2 separate regions of the Sus scrofa genome follow, and region 2 is linked to region 1. The links are chromatin contacts, called in public Hi-C maps. All regions are on one chromosome and are shown on one strand. Each heading gives the region's core, a stretch centred on a gene start, on an enhancer-like site or on the middle of the called end of the contact. The rest is flanking DNA. Distances are from core to core; before and after follow the strand shown. Region 1 holds the start of HNRNPA0 (heterogeneous nuclear ribonucleoprotein A0). Region 2 holds the start of ZMAT2 (zinc finger matrin-type protein 2).

Evidence for each region. Hi-C and Micro-C count contacts between places; a contact is called where the count stands out from the background.
Region 2: a contact with region 1 is called in a Hi-C map of liver, with 11 times the contacts expected there. The contact joins the promoter of ZMAT2 here to the promoter of HNRNPA0 in region 1. A contact is called at or near these places in 1 of 5 promoter capture datasets (fetal liver) and 1 of 47 Hi-C or Micro-C datasets (liver).

What each region holds. Positions count from the first base shown.
Region 1 is chr2:139,780,525-139,785,202 of Sscrofa11.1, forward strand. It overlaps HNRNPA0 (heterogeneous nuclear ribonucleoprotein A0), which reads right to left and starts at 2,492. Exons shown (of 1, transcript XM_003123970.5): 1 at 1-2,492. The coding sequence starts at 1,820. The coding sequence ends at 912. The region is part of intron 1 of KLHL3 (kelch-like protein 3); the gene reads right to left.
Region 2 is chr2:142,408,607-142,413,163 of Sscrofa11.1, forward strand. ZMAT2 (zinc finger matrin-type protein 2) reads left to right here and starts at 2,364. Exons shown (of 6, transcript XM_003354316.4): 1 at 2,364-2,515; 2 at 2,848-2,941; 3 at 4,045-4,168. The coding sequence starts at 2,498. LOC100521256 (probable histidine--tRNA ligase, mitochondrial) reads left to right here. Exons shown (of 12, transcript XM_013995242.2): 12 at 824-1,647. The coding sequence ends at 883.

The sequences.
Region 1 (4,678 bases), core at 1,242-3,741:
TCTAGGCCATCTGAAAATTCTCAACAGTTTATATGAATGAAAACACATGCTTAACACAAACTATTTAGAACTACACAGTACATACTTTGAAGTAAATTCTCATAGAAAGAAGTAACCAACCATGTCAAGATGATAAGCAAATCGCTTAGTACAAGAGATGGATGCAGAGAAACTTTAAAGATTTTAAAAAGCCACATCCACCACTTCAAAAGTTTTGCCTGTAAGGGATAAAATTCAACACGTCACTAGCAGTGTAACAGGAAGGAAAAAAAACCCACAGGACCTTTTAAAAGTTTCTCTAAGTACACATCAAGAATTAAGAATTAACACGAAAAATTTTCAACATCCCTTAAAACGGTACGGAATGGATCCTAGGAAAAAAATGTTAGACATGTACGGTCAAACACAATGATTTATTAAAAATAAAACGTAAAAATGATTTTTGTACATATGCTTCCAAATTTCGGGCATGGGATCCAAGTAGATTTCATAGAAAACGCTGTAGCCAGGTATCAAGTCCTTACAACAAAGTAAACTACCCCCCCAACCCCCGCCCAGGTTTTGCTACAGAATCAGCAAGTTCACTCCCTCCCCCCCAAAAAAACACAAATTAAAACAAGACATTTTGCTAGTATAAAAACGACCAAGGTCCAAGTAATAATAAAAAAATAGAGTCCATCAATGACTGTAACACAAAAATGTGTATGTGGGGCCAAGTCCATCTTCAAAGGGAGAGACGAGAGGTGGCAGGCAAATAGGGCAACACCCCCACGGGTAAGCAGCCATACGAGTGGCTCCCCACCAAGGGCAAAATAAGGAAGGTGCTGGGAGGGGAAGGAACTTAGGAGTTGACCCTACTTGGGTGGTTGAAAGAGCTACCCCCATATCCACTCCCACACGTTTAAAATTTTTTAGAAGGAGCTGCCTCCATAGCCACCCCCACCGCCATAGCCGCCTCTGTAAGGTCCACTGTTACTGCGACCGCCCCAGCTGCTGCCTCCGCCGCCGCCGCCGCCGCTCTTCATGGGCCCATAGGAGGACTGGTGCTGGCTGTAGCTGCCGAAGCCGCCGAAGCCGTTACCGTAGTCGCTTCCACCGTAGGACGAGCCGCCGCCGCCGCCTCCGTAGGCGTTGTAGCCGCCGCCGCCGCCGTAACCCCCGTAGCTGTTGTAACCGCCGCCACCGCCCTTAGACAGGCCGTTCTGGTCACGACCGCCGCCGCGACCCCGGCCGCCACGGCCGCCCCGCGAGGACCGCGAGCCGCCTCCGCCCCCACCGGAGTGGATATCCTCCTTGGGGACAGCCTTTTTCACCTCCACGCGATGGCCCTGGATCGGATGGAACTTCACCACCGCGGCCTTATCTGCCGCGTCGTGATTCTGAAAATAGACGAAGCCGAAGCCCCGCTTCTTGCCCGACTGCTTGTCGGCAATAATCTCGGCCTTTTCCACGGTGCCAAACTGCGAGAAGTGCTCGATCAGGTCGCCCTCGGCCACGTCTCCCTTAAGGCCCCCGACAAAGAGCTTCTTCACCTTGGCGTGAGCACCGGGCCGCGCCGAATCCTCCCGGGACACCGCCCGCTTCAGCTCCACCGTGTTGCCGTCCACGGCATGGGGCGAGGCAGCCATGGCGGCATCGGCCTCCTCCACATTGGAGTAGGTCACGAAGCCGAAGCAACGGGAGCGCTTGGTCTGGGGGTTCACCACCACCACGCAGTCTGTCAGGGTCCCAAAGGCCTCAAAGTGGCCGCGCAGGCCCGACTCACTCGTCTGCACGTTGAGGCCGCCTATGAACAGCTTACACAACTGGGAATTCTCCATCTCCACGGCCCGGGCCTTCCCCCCGCCCTGCGAGCTCCGAGGTTTCGCCGTCGCCGTTATCGTTGGCTAAGGCCTCTTCACAGCTTGGGCCCAGCCGTTGCTGGAGCCGCCCCCGCCGGCCACCGACGGGGAAGGGAAGAAGGGGAGGGAAGGGAAAGAGGAAGAGAGGAAGGGGGAGGGAAGGGGAGAGGTGCCGGTTAGAGGGCGAGCGGAGGAGACTGGAAGACAACCGAGACCGCCGCTACCGCCGCCACTACCTCCGCTCCCCTATCTGGGCACCACACAAAGAGGCCGCTGAACGCGCGCGCACCCTCCCCGAGGCGTGCGTCACCGCCGACGTACGGCAGCCCAGGGCTGCTCGCCAATCCCCGCCTCGCACTCATTAGTCCCGCCTACCGTACCGCAGCGCCGCTCTTGATCACTGACTCCCCGCCCTCCGCGGTCTATTCAAGCCCTCGGCCTGTGCTGCTGCCGCCGCCGCCTCTACCTCCCGCTTTCACTCTCGGGATCCCCAGTGCGCCCTGACTACGGACTCTCGCTGCCCTTCGCGAACGTCCGTGATTCATTCGTTCCCTGCTCCGCGGCTGTTCCCAGTGATTTTTCCCCCTCCCCTTGCCGTATCCCCTCGCCCAACTCCGCAGTGGCGTTCGCGCCAGCCCCTTGAGAGACGTGTCGGTTCAGCCAATCACCGCGACCCGCTCGCACTCACTTCCGTTTTCGGCAGCCGCCGGATGGGCGCGCTCCCCAATGCGCGCTGGCCCCCGCGCTCCCCGTGTGCGGAGTTTGCTTGCAACCCCCACGCCTCCTCCCGCCTTGGACCTGCCACGGCGGGTGGGGGGCGGGAGGGTTGATCGGGGACGCGCTGGGGGCTGTTCCCAACGGATGCCACCTGGGGCGGCACGCGCGGGCTTTTTGAAAACTTGACTGTTGGGGTTGGGGGCCTGGTTTTACCCGCCCGATTTCGCCTGGCCGCTACACCTGGCGTCCTCGCCCCTCCCGTCCGCACAAAGATGGAGGGGAGAGGCCTAGTTGGGGAAGGCGGTTATTAACCGTTTCTAGGGGCCCCAGGCGCGATGAGACTAAAACACTGGCACGTGGCCCTGCGGGAAGGCGAGCCCGAGGCCGAGGACAGCGGCAGGCCGAAAACACTTCAGACTTTCCTACCGAGGCGCAGCGCGAGACCCCCGCCACCCTGAGGCCCTCCGTGAGGCCGTCCCGCGACGCCCCTCAGCCTACCTTCACGCACTCCTCCGTCAGCGGACATGTTCATTTTAGCCCAGTGTACACATCATCTTAATGTTTACGTCTTCTCTGCGTGCTTCCTTCCCAACTGAATCGTTAGCATTTTAAAGACGTTTTCAGTGGGACTGGGAGCGGAGGGAGAAACACATGCACACTGCGTAAAAGTATGCACCCTGGAAAACTGCCTTCAGGGCTCAGATGGGAATGCAAGAAAGTTAGAATGGCTCCCATTTATTGACCCTTTAGTGTGCCAACAAGATACGAGCAGTGGGACACAGTGTAAGACTAATTATATGATCAAGAACCCCAAACCATGTGGCTAATAAGAACAGGAATTCCTTACTGTATCCTGGAAAGGGATGTATTCAGGAATGATTTGTTAAAAGAGGTACAAGTTGCACTGGATCACAGAGTGAAGGGCTGGATAAGATTTCTATAGGGAGTTTATCTCAACAAAATCTGGAGGAAAGTTATAAGATACATATGCTCCCAGGGGCAGTTTAACTGGATCAGGTTTCTGATAGAAAAGTAAGATAGGCTGAGGGTCTTGATATTAGGGAATGTCTTGAAATTTAAAGAATATGAATATTATTAAAGGCATATAGATAGGCTGCAAAGTCTGAGGGCAAACTATAGCCTGGTTCTACCACCTATTAACCACTGAGTTGTGTGACTTTGGCCAAGTCACCTAACCTTTTAAAAATTAAATTGAGTTTTAATATCTCAAAATCAGAACATAAAACACCTAGCCAGTATGGTAAAATTTAAATGGGATTCTGCATGTAATGCAAAGCATAATGCCTGACACATAGTAAGTGCTCAATTTATCCAATAAATACCGAATGATGGGAATACTGTAGTAAACAACAGGCAAAAATCTCTCCTCGGGGAGCTTACATTCTTGTGGGGAGAAGCTGACAGTAAATAAGAATTATATACAGCATGTTAGATATTGGTAAGTGTCACTGAAAAAAATAAAAGAGAAAGATAATAAGAAACTATCATTACAAAACACAATTCAGATTATGTCAGGATTTGCTAACTGATTGATGATTAAAAAAAAAAAAAGGAAAATAGAAGCATTCCGGAGTTCCCACTGTGGCTCAGTTGGGTTAAGAACCCAGCATACTGTCTGCGAGGATGCCACTTTGATCCCTGGTCTCGCTTAGTGGGTTAAGGATCAGGCTGCAACACAGGTCACACATGTGGCTCAGATCTGGCTTTGCTGTGGCTGGGATATTGATGGGGCACTATTTTGGGGGATGCCCAAGACTATATAACTCAGATGAGAGACTGGACCTGGAGAAATTTATTTATTTCTTTATTGTTTTTTTGGGTCCACACCTGCAGCATATGGAAGTTCACAGGCTAGGGGTCTAATTGGAGCTGTAACCACTGACCTACGCCACAGCCACAGCAATGCCAGAGCCCTAACCCACTGAATGACGCCAGGGATCGAATTTGAATCTTCATGGATACTAGTTGGGTTCATTAACCACTGAGCCATGACAGAAACTCCCTGGAGAAATTTATTCTAGAACCATCCAAAGAAATGTGAAAGCGGTACAAGATGAATTTCTGAAAGAAAAGGAATAAGACCATAATTTATTTTTCCA
Region 2 (4,557 bases), core at 1,114-3,613, 2.6 Mb after region 1:
AACAACCCAAAACTACTAACCCAACTGCACTACTCTGAGGACATGGGTATTCCACTGGTGGTCATTATTGGTGAGCAAGAACTGAAGGAAGGGTTCATCAAGCTGCGTTCAGTGGCCAGCAGGGAGGAGGTGAGTGCGGCAGTCAGAAATAGAAGGGACCAAATGTTTCTCCCTTTCTTAGATTCTTTAAGAAATATGTGGAGTTCCCGTCATGGCGCAGTGGTTAACGAATCCGACTAGGAACCATGAGGTTGCGGGTTGGATCCCTGCCCTTGCTCAGTGGGTTAGGGATCCGGCATTGCCGTGAGCTGTGGTGTAGGTCGCAGACGCGGCTCGGATCCCGCGTTGCTGTGGCTCTGGCGTAGGCCGGTGGCTACAGCTCCTATTCGACCCCTAGCCTGGGAACCTCCATATGCCGCAGGAGCGGCCCAAAGAAATAGCAAAAAGACAAAAAAAAAAAAAAAAAAAAAAGAAAAGAAAAGAAATACGTATCTTCTGGCTAAGGAAATATCTCCAGGGTTTATAGTGATAGAGATGAATGAGTACCCCCTCCAGGCAGCCATTGTAGCCAATGATGGCTGGGCAGGCAAGAAGACAAATGAAATCTCTTTGGGTATCTGGAGATAAAATAAACATAGATCCGGTGTTTGAATCCCTTTAGTCTTGAGCTCCTACCTTCTTCAGGTCAGCTTGAAGCCCAGACTCCCTACCGGTTGCATAGGTCATGGGAATAGTTGCCAAATTAAATGAATCTGGAAAAGCAGTGTCTGAGGTGCTAGTATCACTCTCTAGTTTGTCACATGAAGATTCTCTTATGTTTCAGGTGGCCATTAAGCGAGAAAATCTTGTGGCTGAAATTCAGAAGCGACTATCTGAGTCTTGATCCTTGCCTGAATGCCACCTGCTGCTCTTTGTAGAAAAGGTTTCATCTAGGACTGAGTTCCTGTTCCACAACTTTACAACTGCTGGCCAGGATGGCTGACTCGTGCCTACGCATCCTCCATCTTTTCTGGGTACAGAATTGTAGGAGGTCCTGAGGACTCTGGGGCTAGTGAGAGCAGCTATACTGCATGGGCGCAGATGGCTGGTATGTGACAGAGACATGCTCTAACTGCAGAGGCAGATGGCAGACTTGCAGTGCCGTTGAACGCTGCCAACATGTGCTAATAAGATGGTTGCTGTGAACAAGTCTCTGGGAAAGTCACCTCAGGTTGAGACGATTCTGAACCACTGAGATCAGAAGTCATGTCTTAGCCTTCCACTCTTCGCTTCTGAACCAAATTCTGGGCAGTTTGACCACTGTGTGGTCTTGGCCTGTCCAGGGAGTTTTTGGTAAACAGCAAGAAGGGGCAATGACTGCTCTCTGTTTTGTTTGAGGACAGAGATGCTAGCCCAAGGGCCCAGCAGTGCCCATATTAATATGACGTCTCTCTAGCCTACCCAGTGTTAATCAGGGTGAGGCCGTCTGTTTAATAATCTTGAATGTTGAATTTAATAGGCGACCTGACAAGATGGAGATCTGATCTTTTGAGACTTTGGAGACCATTACCTATGCCTGCTCTAACTAGTCCATGTCCTGCCGTGGAGGTGGCTGTTCTAGAAGTGGTTGTATAATATATTAAATAAAATATTAAATCTAGAAGCTTGGGTAATTTGTTATCGAGGGATTTGTTTGCATAGGCCATAGAAAACGCTTGAGTGCACACTGGAGGATGCAGTGAGCTAAGAGGAACGTCCCTGGGGTGATGTTTTATTTTTGGTGAAGGGAACAGCCATGCTTCCTCCTCCCCGCAGCTGTGAGATACAGTCACCTCACTAAGTCAGTGTGTAGTGTGACATTTGCTAGAGTTCTTCACCCTAGAGTGTTGCTGATGACTGGCCTTCCCAGGTCCGATCGTGTTGATTAAATTGTGCCCTGTAGATTGAATAATTGTGATGTTTCTCAGTTGAAGGAAAAATGAGTTAACCAAGGGGTGATAGCATTGCTTCAAGATAAAGAGACAAAATGCAAACAGCGCTTTCAGTTTGTGCATTAGGAAGACTACAGCCTGTGCAAACTCTTAGGAGCTCTGGGGCCCTATCTTCAGTGCACACAGGTAAAGAGGCATCTAGAGCCCCTGATAACAGAACTTCAGCCTTAAGAAGGTTTGGAAACTCTTGGCAGTGCACGCAGGTTGGTTAGACTAGACCGGAGGGCGCTGATCTGAACTTCATTTTCCTCTTACGTAAAATGGAAGGGTTGAATCTGTGCTTGTTTTTAAAGCCAGGGTGAAAAACCCTCGCAGGCGCCCTTACTTCCGCGTTGCTTCATACTCCCCTTGCGCATGCGCCATTTCCTTGGAGCAGGGGCGGGGCCGACGATCTTGTTTTAGAAATCCTCCAGTCCTTAGCTCGTTTAGAACACGAGACTCTAAGCTTATTGGAGGGCGGGCTTGCCTTACGGCGCAAGGCCGCTTTTTACGGCATTTTCCGGCTTTCCATTCACTTCGCTGTGAAGATGGCGTCGGGTAGCGGGGTAGGTGTTGTGTGTGAGGAGGCTTGGGATGGGGGGTGCGGGGCGGCTTTTCGGCGCTGAATACCCCGCACCCGCCTGGCTTCCCGACACCTCCTGGCGATCTAACCGCCTTGGTTTGAGAGCTCCCCCGTAAGGCCCTGGCGCAGGGTCATCGGAAGCGGGAAGGTCTCGGGTTGGGGTCCTGAGGCAACCTCAGCCTCCCGGTGCTGTCCGGAGAGGCTTCGCTCTTCCCAGGTCCCGGGGCCGCCTTAGCGGCTGGGGAGCGGTTTCTTCTGTTTGTCCAGGGGTCGGACACGATTAGCGACGAATCTTCAGCCCCTTTTCCCCCACAGGCAAAAAACTTGGACTTTCGCCGAAAGTGGGACAAAGATGAATATGAGAAGCTTGCGGAGAAGAGGCTCACAGAAGAGAGAGAAAAGAAGGATGGTGGGTGCCTGTTCCATCAAGTGCTAAGTGTACTGCAGATGCGAAGCAATGGTTAGCGAGTCGGTGGGGGGTTGAAACGCGCTGCCCCCTTTCCTGTGTAACCTCCGGCAGAATAGTGCCTCCCTGGCTCCTCAGGTAGAAAAGTAAGATAGGCGTGAGGAGATGAACTGAAATGGTTTGGAGGTGCTTTCCGGCTCTGCGGTTCCCTGCTTCCTTGCCCTTCCTTTGCTTGGCTCATTTAGTGCTTTCCTCAAGTACAGGGAAGACAGTGGAATCCTCAGTAGTGATCCTCAGAAGAAGTTAAGTGGAGTGTTTTTGCTGCTGTGTATTGCTGCTATTGAACGTGGGATTCTTAACACCGGATTCTTAACCTGGGGAACGTGGGATTGATTGTTTCATCTAGTGCTTACGGCTGTTCTCTGTGCCTTACATTTTGTCAGGGAGTTGGTCTTATTTTCTTTTCTGTTTTCAGACTTGTACTTTCTTTTGCTTTACTTGCATACTCCAGCACTTTTGGTTTTTATGTAACTCATGCAATAGTACTTGGCATATAGCAGATATTTCCTAGATAATAGTTCTTCTTTAAAAAACTTCCCCAGCTCTCAGAAGATTGCCGTGTTACACATGGGGTATCTGTCTGAAAACACTAAATGAGTGGTCTTGCTTTTCTTTTCTTTTTTGTCTTTTTAGCAGCATTCGCAGCATATGAAGGTTCCCAGTCTAGGGGTCGAGTCCGAGCCATAGCTGCTGGCCTACACCACAGCTCACAGCAACACCGGATTCTTAACCCACTGAGGCCAGGGATCAAACCTACGTCCTCATGGATACTAGTCAGATTCATTTCCGCTGAGCCAGGATGGGAACGCCATAGACTTGTTGGCTTTAAAGTGGAGAAAAGATGTAGGGAGTTAAGGATTGCTTATCATTTTTGCTGTGTTGAAATTCTCTGTAGCTACTGCTAGAAGGGACTCTTTTGTCCCTTGCTTCAGGTTTCAAAAAAGAAATGAAGGTAGACTTCTGGATTTTGCATTTTATGCATTTCTTTTCCTTTCTGGCTAAGGATCTCTGATAATGAAGCGACTTCCTTCCCCATTATATTCCAGGAAAGCCCGTGCAGCCAGTCAAGCGAGAGCTTCTCCGGCATAGAGATTACAAGGTGGACCTGGAATCCAAGCTCGGGAAGACAATTGTCATTACCAAGACTACCCCACAGTCTGAGATGGGAGGGTAAGTGGCTTTTCATTTATCTCTGCATCCAGGAGTAAGTCACATAAAACTAGGTTGGTTTCAGGAAGTGTTGAGCAGGATACTTGGCCCCAGAATAATAACCTTGTTTTCTGTCATTCCATGCTTTGTTCTCCAAGGCCTCAAGTTAACATAATAGTGTCTCTACGAGGTGTCACTCTGTAGGCTTTGTTATATTAGTACTATAACTACTTCTTAATATCTTAAAGGGAATTGTTTGTTCTCCTGCCAGAGGAAGACATGAAGGAAAGGTCTACTGAGGAGATGTCTAGGGGAGGAATTAGGTGAAGCTAGAATGAAGCCCAGGAGCTGTTGATGGTGGATAAAGGGGGTTAAGGTTGTGGACTAACTAGCTGCAAAGGTTGTAGTTG